Regions from separate parts of the Ovis canadensis genome. Here region 1 is linked to region 2. A link is a contact called in public Hi-C data. All regions are on one chromosome and are shown on one strand. Each heading gives the region's core, a stretch centred on a gene start, on an enhancer-like site or on the middle of the called end of the contact. The rest is flanking DNA. Distances are from core to core; before and after follow the strand shown. Region 1 overlaps ZMYND8 (zinc finger MYND-type containing 8). Region 2 overlaps ZMYND8 (zinc finger MYND-type containing 8).

What was found. A called contact is a pair of places that touch in the nucleus more often than the background predicts.
Region 1: a Hi-C map of fibroblasts shows a contact between it and region 2, with 3 times the contacts expected there. The contact joins two enhancer-like sites. A contact is called at or near these places in 2 of 2 Hi-C or Micro-C datasets (fibroblasts and lung).

Annotation. Positions count from the first base shown.
Region 1 is chr13:91,171,388-91,175,389 of ARS-UI_OviCan_v2, forward strand. The region is part of intron 11 of ZMYND8 (zinc finger MYND-type containing 8); the gene reads right to left. Among named protein-coding and RNA genes, the nearest start is that of ZMYND8, 72 kb to the right of the region's middle. Within about 2 kb of position 2,659, the one cell type or tissue checked has open chromatin away from gene starts, as enhancers often do. A contact at or near this core is called in fibroblasts, where this site is marked.
Region 2 is chr13:91,127,307-91,131,459 of ARS-UI_OviCan_v2, forward strand. It overlaps ZMYND8 (zinc finger MYND-type containing 8), which reads right to left. Exons shown (of 23, transcript XM_069548737.1): 19 at 3,964-4,153; 20 at 2,169-2,326; 21 at 985-1,051. Among named protein-coding and RNA genes, the nearest start is that of ZMYND8, 120 kb to the right of the region's middle. Within about 2 kb of position 2,430, the one cell type or tissue checked has open chromatin away from gene starts, as enhancers often do. A contact at or near this core is called in fibroblasts, where this site is marked.

The sequences.
Region 1 (4,002 bases), core at 1,409-3,908, 44 kb after region 2:
GCAGGGCACAGGACAGCCCCACCACACAGAACCATCTGGCCCAAAATGTCAGTAGTGCTGGGGTTGAGAAACCCTGTTTTAAATCACTCTAGACATTTTCAAAAGCAGAAAGACATTTGGAAATGCTCGTTTCAATTATGCCTTCAAATGGATGCCAGTCCTTTTATAAAGCCATAAATCTTGCCCAAAGGAAGACCTAATTGCCTTTGAAGTCACAAATAATTTAATCAGATAATCTACTTTGATGTACAATTCACGAGTGCCGGCTAAAACACATCATTTATTATCTACATTCACAAAACCCCCAGCCTGTGCTAAGTGCCCTTTTGACTACATGAAATACAAGCTGTAGAATTAAATTAGAAAAAAGGGGCCCTTTCCTCCCACGCACCCCAGCACTCTGGGTGGTGTAGCCGGTGGAGGAGTTATGATTCATGCTTCAGCTCCTCTACTTACAGAACTTTGGAAGCAACCTATACATTCAAAGGGCTGCTGGCATCTTGCACCACTCTTGGTGGCTTGTACAAAGGACCTACATAGCACAGAATCACTGGGTGATCCAGTACAGGACAGAAATGCTGTTCTGAATGGTTATTGAGTAACACGGAAAAGTGGTCAGAACACAGTTTTATTTTCCTCAGTTCAGCTTCAGTCACTCTGTCGTGCCCCACTCTTTGGGACCCCGTGGGCTGTGGCTCACCAGGCCCCTCTGTCCATTGAATTCCCCAGGCAAGAATACCAGAGTGGGCAGCCATTCCCTTCTCCAAGGGATCTTTCCAACCCAAGGATAGAACTAGGGTCTCCCACATTGCAGGCAGATTCTTTACCATCTGAGCCACCAGGGAAGCCCATTCAGAATCCAAGGTTAAACAGGTCTACACTAAAGAGGTGGTCCACGAAGCACTTAGTTCACCGGTGCATTTGACGCAGCCTACAGTTTTTTTCACTTGTCTTGGTTTCTAAGATCCCACAGCATGTGCGATCTTAGGATCCCAGCAAGGACTGAACCATGCCCCCTGTGCTGGGACAGCAGAGTCTTAAATCATTAGACAACCAGGGAAGTCCCTCTGAGCTATTTTTTAAAATTGGAGATAACGTGTTAGAGCTGGGGTAGTCTGCATTTTAAAAAATATTTGGGATTTCTCTTGAACAACACAGAAACGTGGCAACACTGAGCCAACCTTCCCACTTGGCTAGAACCAGCAAGGGGAGAGGGCCACCAGTGACTTTAAAAAAGCACAGGTCTCTAGCTCAGCACACACATACAGGAAGAGTCAGTACTGCTTTGAGAAGCATTATAGACACAGCACCCATGAGTGGTTAAATGGTCATGAAGACAAGCAGATTTCTGCTTCAGTTCAGTCCCTATCGCTTCCAATCCTTGCTTATTTCTGTATCTGCCTGATCCCTCAAAGTACTTGAGTTTTCAACTTGGCATATGATTGTGCCAACTAACATAGGAAAAAAGCTCAGGACGGGGAATTCTCTGCAAGTCCAGTGCTTAGGACTCCTCATGTTCACTGCCAAGGTTCAATCCCTGGTCGAGGAACTAGCATCCAGCATGCTGTGTGGTGCAGCCAAAAAAGAAAAAGTTCAGGAAACAATCTCTAAGGGCTGACTGTGGAAGGTGGGATTATCCCTGACTTTAGTTTTTGCAACTAACCATTGCTTTATGACAAATAGGTATTGATTTCACAGGGCAAAGTGTATACGAAACCATCTTCCTTTCTCCCTGGAGTAACCCATGTGGAGCTGCAAGACCAAAGAACCACCATTAGCCCAGAGGCTGGTGAAAGCCAGCCCCAGGATTCTTACTCTGTATGTGTGAAGTCGCTCAGTCGTGTCCGACTCTTTGCGACCCCGTGGACTGTAGCCTACCAGGCTCCTCCCTCCGTGGGATTCTCCAGGCAAGAGTACTGGAGTGGGTTGCCATTTCCTTCTCCAGGGGATCTTCCCAACCCAGGGATCGAACACAGGTCTCCAGCATTCCAGGCAAATGCTTTAACCTCTGAGCCACCAGGGATTCTTACTTTAATACATATTAATTGTAGTTTTCTATGTATAATTTCAATATGCATATAAAATGCAACAGGATCCTGCAAGCAAAATACTGGCAAGGCATCAATTCTGGCCAGGAGGTCTAGAGAGAGGAAGCAGACAAAGCACGGAGAATATAAACTACTCTGACCCGTAACATGACAAGATTCCAGGAGTGAACAGCTTCTGGCTGACCGAAGTGCTCCTCGAAGACTAAAACCAGCCCTGAGGATTACAGACACATGATTCTGAGCTCCTCAATGCCCTAAACAAAAGGAGGTTTCTAAACTCTCGTGAAATTTTTATCTAATAACTTATTTCAATGTGTACGTTTATGCTGCACACTATAAATTTTTCCCTGCTGAAACGAGTAAGGTTTTGCAATCCTATGACAGGCTACTATTTTAATACAATCTTAGATAAAACACAGTCTTGTCTCAGTTATATTCTCAACGATTGTGGGGGCATTTCAACAAATATCCATGTCTTCTTCCACTACATGCTATTATCACTGCCAACAGCAGAGGGCAGTGGCATGCAGGGCAAAGAAAGCCAGTCTCAGAATCTGGCTGTGGAACTCCCTCATTCTCAGAGACCTCAATTTGCCTTCTGTAAGAGAAGGAGAGTGACTCAGAGTTTCTCTTAGTCTGTACCACAAATTGGCAAACCAACCCATGTTGCCTGCAAGCTAAGAAGGGTGCTGTTCTTCTTGTTTCATCACTAAGTCGTGTCCAACTCTTTTTTTGACCCCATGAACTGCAGCTCGCCAGGCTCCTCTGTCCATGGGATTTCCCAGGCAGGAATACTGGAGTGGGTTGACATTTCCTTCTCCAGGGGATCTGCCCCACCTGGAATTGAACTTGCATCTCCTGCAATGCAGGCAGATTCATTACTGCTGAGTCACTTGGGAAGCCAAGAAGGGTATTTACCATTTTTAAGTGGTTTAGGGGAGAAAAAAAGGAGTCACAGCTCCTGAAAAGGTAACAATCATATGGAATTCAAATTTCAGCATCACAGTCACATACTTACTGCCTATGGCTATTTTAGTAACACAAACAAGGTGTTGAGTAATTGCAGAGTTGACAAGAGACCTACAAAGCCTAAAATATTTACCATCTGGCTCCAGAAAGGGGACAGTTTCTAAGACTAAAAAGATTTTTAATAAATACCTTCTCTTCCTACACTACTCATTGGCTGCCTAACTAATGATCAGCAAAATAACCCAGACACATACTAGCAAGCAGATTATGTTTCAGAAACAGATTTTAAATTCTACTGAAATGGGGCATCTGCTAACTCACCACCTCAAAAGTCACTCAAATAATGAGGAACTTCGTCAGGAATTCTGGCATCATTTCAACCTCTGCCCTCTCGAGGGATGAGAGAAGTTTAATTAAACCCACGATATGTGTTCCTCATACTCCTCTGAACTGTGTTTCCTGAAATATGGTGTAGAAACATCCACAGTGGTTCACGGACCAACATGTTTTACTGTACAAGCTATGTGCTAATTTCATGTACTTAAGGGGGAAAAAAAAAGCAAGCAATTTAAACACATGAGCTTGTGTATTTTATTTAGCTTCACATGAAGCTAAATTGTGGGTCTAACATATAAGAATGTAATAAAACAGGTGGTATGCACATTATAGCAAAAAAAAAAAAAATCATGGTGATGAAAAGTTCAGTTCAGTTCAGTCGCTCAGTCATGTCCAACTCTGCGACCCCATGAATCGCAGCATGCCAGGCCTCCCTGTCCATCACCAACTTCCGGAGTTCACCCAAACTCATGTGCATCGAGTCGGAGATGCCATCCAACCATCTCATCCTCTGTCGTCCCCTTCTCCTCCTGCCCCCAATCCCTCCCAGCATCAGGGTCTTTTCCAATGAGTCAACTCTTCGAATGAGGTGGCCAAAGTATTGGAGTTTCAGCCTCAGCATCAGTCCTTCCAATGAACACCCAGGACT
Region 2 (4,153 bases), core at 1,180-3,679:
TGTATCACCACCAAAAGCAGGAACCCATAATACCTGCCATACACAGCAGGCAACTCTACAAATCAACATAAAGGAACCTGAACTGTAGCAGGGAGCGCTAGGCGGGTGCCATGCTGCTGAGGTCTCGAGTCCACTCTGCCTTTGTTAAAAAGAGAAGCTAGAAGAAGGGATGAGGAAGACCTCAGCTCCAAACTCAATGTGTCCTCAAAATGCAATCACAAGACCTGAGTGAGAGTGAGAAGGGAGCTGACAGGCGGTTCAATCATAATTCCATGCCCAGTTCATATTCCCCCTGAAGTCAGCTCATGCCACCCCCCTTTCATGTCCCCTGAACCTAAATCCCACTTCCAGCACCACTGGGAAACCTCCAGCCACCCTAACAAGGGACATCACTTCTTCCTCTATGTACTCAATACGCAGAAATGAGAAAAAAAAAAAAGTTTGGTTTTCAACAGAAGAGAATGATCTAGAAGAGAAAAAGACCCTGGTTGGAGCTGAAGGACCCTGAAAACAGCAGAACAGTTCTCACTGAGGATGAACCCTTTCGGAAGGCCTTAAAACTGGTTTGAGAGTGGGCAGGGGAAACACCCACTGGGCTAGAAGACAGCTCAAACTCCACAGAAGAGGAGAACCAGAAAAGTTAGCGCCAGCCTGCCAGGTTACCCTCGAGAGGAAAGATTTCTACAGAAAGCTCATCTACTAGAAATGGGGTTTTTTCCTCTTCAGGCTCAAGAACCCTCCTCCTCGGAATGTAGGCACTGGGTCCTCAGGGACTGTTTCACAGTTTCATTCTGCTTGGAGAAATGCCTCAATGCCAGCAACCCCCTCACTCCCGCTGACCAGGCAAGGGCGCCCCCGAGAATCCCTAAGGAAACCCAGTCTGCAAACCACCGCCCTGAACCCTTCAGGCTCTCCCTGAGGACATGGCTCCCCTCTGCCCGTGCGGAACATAAGAGCACATTCACCCACCAGGGGGCAACATACCAGAGCCTTGGTTGGAGCCTAAGAGAATGGAGGAGGGCGTCTCCCTGGAGCCAGAGAGGTCGACGGTCTAGAAACACAAAAAGAGAGACATGGAGGCAAGGCACTGGGGTCAACGGAGCCCTCCCAGGGAAGCCCCGGGATCCATGGGGGTGCTCGTCACGGCCCCGCCAGCACCTTCATGGCCCCTACCTGGTGTGCTCAGGGAGGGGAGGCCAGGTCAGCTGGGGTGGCTCCCCCCTGTGCCCTTTTCTGGCCTGTCTCCCTGGACACAGGAACTAGGGGGGGCCCTTACTCCACTCTAGAGCCTCAGTGTCAAGAACACTGTTCCTCAACTGCCCTCTCTCTAACCTACTCTCCTCTTCAGATTTCTACCCGGTCACAAAAGAAGTACAGCTGTCCCCCAGGACCCAAGGTGGAACGGTTCCAGGAGCCCCCAAGGATGCACAAGCTCCTTATATAAAATGGCCCAGAAGGATGACTATAACTGTGCCTTTGTATCCGAGGGTTTCGCATTCACGGATTCAACCAAACACAGAATGGCATTTTGGCAGGCTGCATCTGCAGATGAGAAATCCACGGATACGGAGGGCTGACTACATATTACACCATATTATACTGATTCACTTTTATTTCACAATAACCTCTTCCTAGGCAATACTATCAATGAAATCAAAGAGGTTTGACTTCTGGGATGACTTGATGTTTTCCCTAATACACGTGAAGTAAAACCATAATGACTACAAACGTAAAAAATGACCAATGTGTCATCTAAAATAATGTCTGCATACAATCCATATACCACACCCTGGGAAAATAAGAGGTGCAATCTCTGTGTCCAATACGGCAGCCACCAGCCCCCGCGGCTATTGCATTTAAATTAATTATTACTAAATTAATTTATAACATCTGAAATCCAGGTTCTTGGTCACACTGGCCACAGTTCGAGTGCTCAATAGCCACCTGAGGCTGGTGATTCCCACAAGGGGCAGAGGAGATACAGAACACTGCCATCATCACAGAAGGTTCTGCTGGACAATGCTTGCCCTCAACACACACCTGAGGAGGAGGCCTGCAGAGACCCTGTCGCCCCCACCTGCAGCCTGAAGACAGACTCACCGTGGCGGTGGGAGGGGGGCAGGTCTGAGATTCTGCTTGGCCCCGAGGCGCGTGGGACAGATACTCACCGAGCCACCGTCCTTGCTTTTCTCAGCTGGCGTCTCCTTCTCTTTCGAGGCGCTGCTTTCCGTGGGGGCTGCCTGAGTGCTGGAGGAGGTGCCCTGGGATGATTTAGTTAGTGTTTCTGTGTTTACCTCAGGGTCTGCTTCCTGCTGAGGGGCGGTAGCTGCGGGCAAAGGGCAACAGAAGCCATGTATAAGCCGAGCGTAGTAGCGCCCAGGCCCGCAGGGAACCCTGCTCCGTGCAAACCACCACGTGTTAAGAGATGCCAGCCAACCCCGCCCAGGGCACAGCGCCGGCCCAGAATAGCTGGACCGGAGTCTTCCCAGACGCAATAATTCCAAACTGTGCGTGAAGATATGTTCATTTTTCAGAGTCTGTGATTTAAGTTTTATTAAATCATTCTGGAGACAAAAGCCTGTTTGTGAAACAAACAGCCTAGTACAGTTGTTCCAATTACTCATTTCATAATTTCTAATTTTAGACCAGTGTTCACCTCATGAACTCGCTTTCACCCTGTAACAGCAGAGTTGAGAAGTTTTGACAGACCCCATGGGCCACAAATCCTAAAACATTTATTCTCTGGACCTTCATAAAAAAAGCTTACCAACCCCTGCCTAGAGCTTCTCAAACTTGGGTCATTCATCGACTGCCTTTGAAAAATTTGCCAGTGCACTGATACATTCCCTTGTCATATTATTTATGTTATTTGCATTTAAATAAATTCTTTGAAGTGGAGACTTTTACTTCTAAACACAGGAATCTAATATTGGCCATAAATAAGCACTAACTATAAAATATTACTGCTGCTAAGTCACTTCAGTTGTGTCTGACTCTGCGAGACCCCACAGACGGCAGCCCACCAGGCTCCCCCGTCCCTGGGATTCTCCAGGCAAAACACTGGAGTGGGTTGACATTTCCTTCTCCAACGCGTGAAAGTGAAGTCGCTCAGTCGTGTCCGACTCTTAGCGACCCCATGGACTGCAGCCCACCAGGCTCCTCTGTCCATGGGATTTTCCAGGCAAGAGTACTGGAGTAGGGTGCCACTGCCTTCTCCAAAATATTACTAATAAATATTATTAATAAGTTCTAACTAGACGGTGTTTCCTGCTAAAGTCTCCTGGTCTGGGATCTGCTCACTTTGCATTAGAAAGAGATTTTAAAGACAGATTAGTTCCAAACCAACACTTTGCCGTTCACAGAAGAACTGGTGATTGTTTGAAGCCTTGAGTCCAGGGTGGGCTCCATGGTGGGGGGCTGTCACTGGAGAAGGGGGTAGAAGACGCACTGGATTTGAGTGTGTGTCTGCTTAGTCACTCAGTCATGTCTGACTCTTTGTGACCCCATGAACTGAAGCCTGCCAGGCTCCTCTGTCTGTGGGATTCTCCAGGCAAGCATACTAGAGTGGACTGCCATTCCATTCTCCAGGGGATCTTCTCAACCCAGGGATCGAACCCAGGTCTCCTGCATTGCAGGCAGATTCTTCACCATCTGAGCCACCAGGGACGCCCACATTTGGTTTGGGCAGAGACAGATATTGCCCCCAGTGCAGAACCACAGCAAGCCACAGGAAGCTGAAGTCATCTGGGCTGTCATTACAAGCTCCGTTCACACAAGGGAACGCCGCCAAGGAAACCAGAAGGTAGAGACAACGGAGCCTGGGGACTTGGCCACGTGTCTGCCTGCTCTCTTGTGTGCAGGAGTCACTTGTGGTGAGTGAGCATGGCAAGTGTCCTGTGGTCCACGGGGGGACAAGGGCCCGTCCACCACAGCCTGGGCAAGCGGGCGCTCCTAAGGCCCTACCTGACTGGGTGCAAGACTTCATGTGCTCGGGCCAGTGGGCCTGCTGGCAGGGGTAGTCACAGTAGCTGGTGTTCCAGCAGCAGTAGAAGATGGCCTCCTTCTTGCAGTTGGCGCACCACTGCTTCTTCTTGGTCTCGTCCACCGCCTGCTGCTTCTCCAGCTCCAGCTGCTTCTTCACCTCGGCAATGAG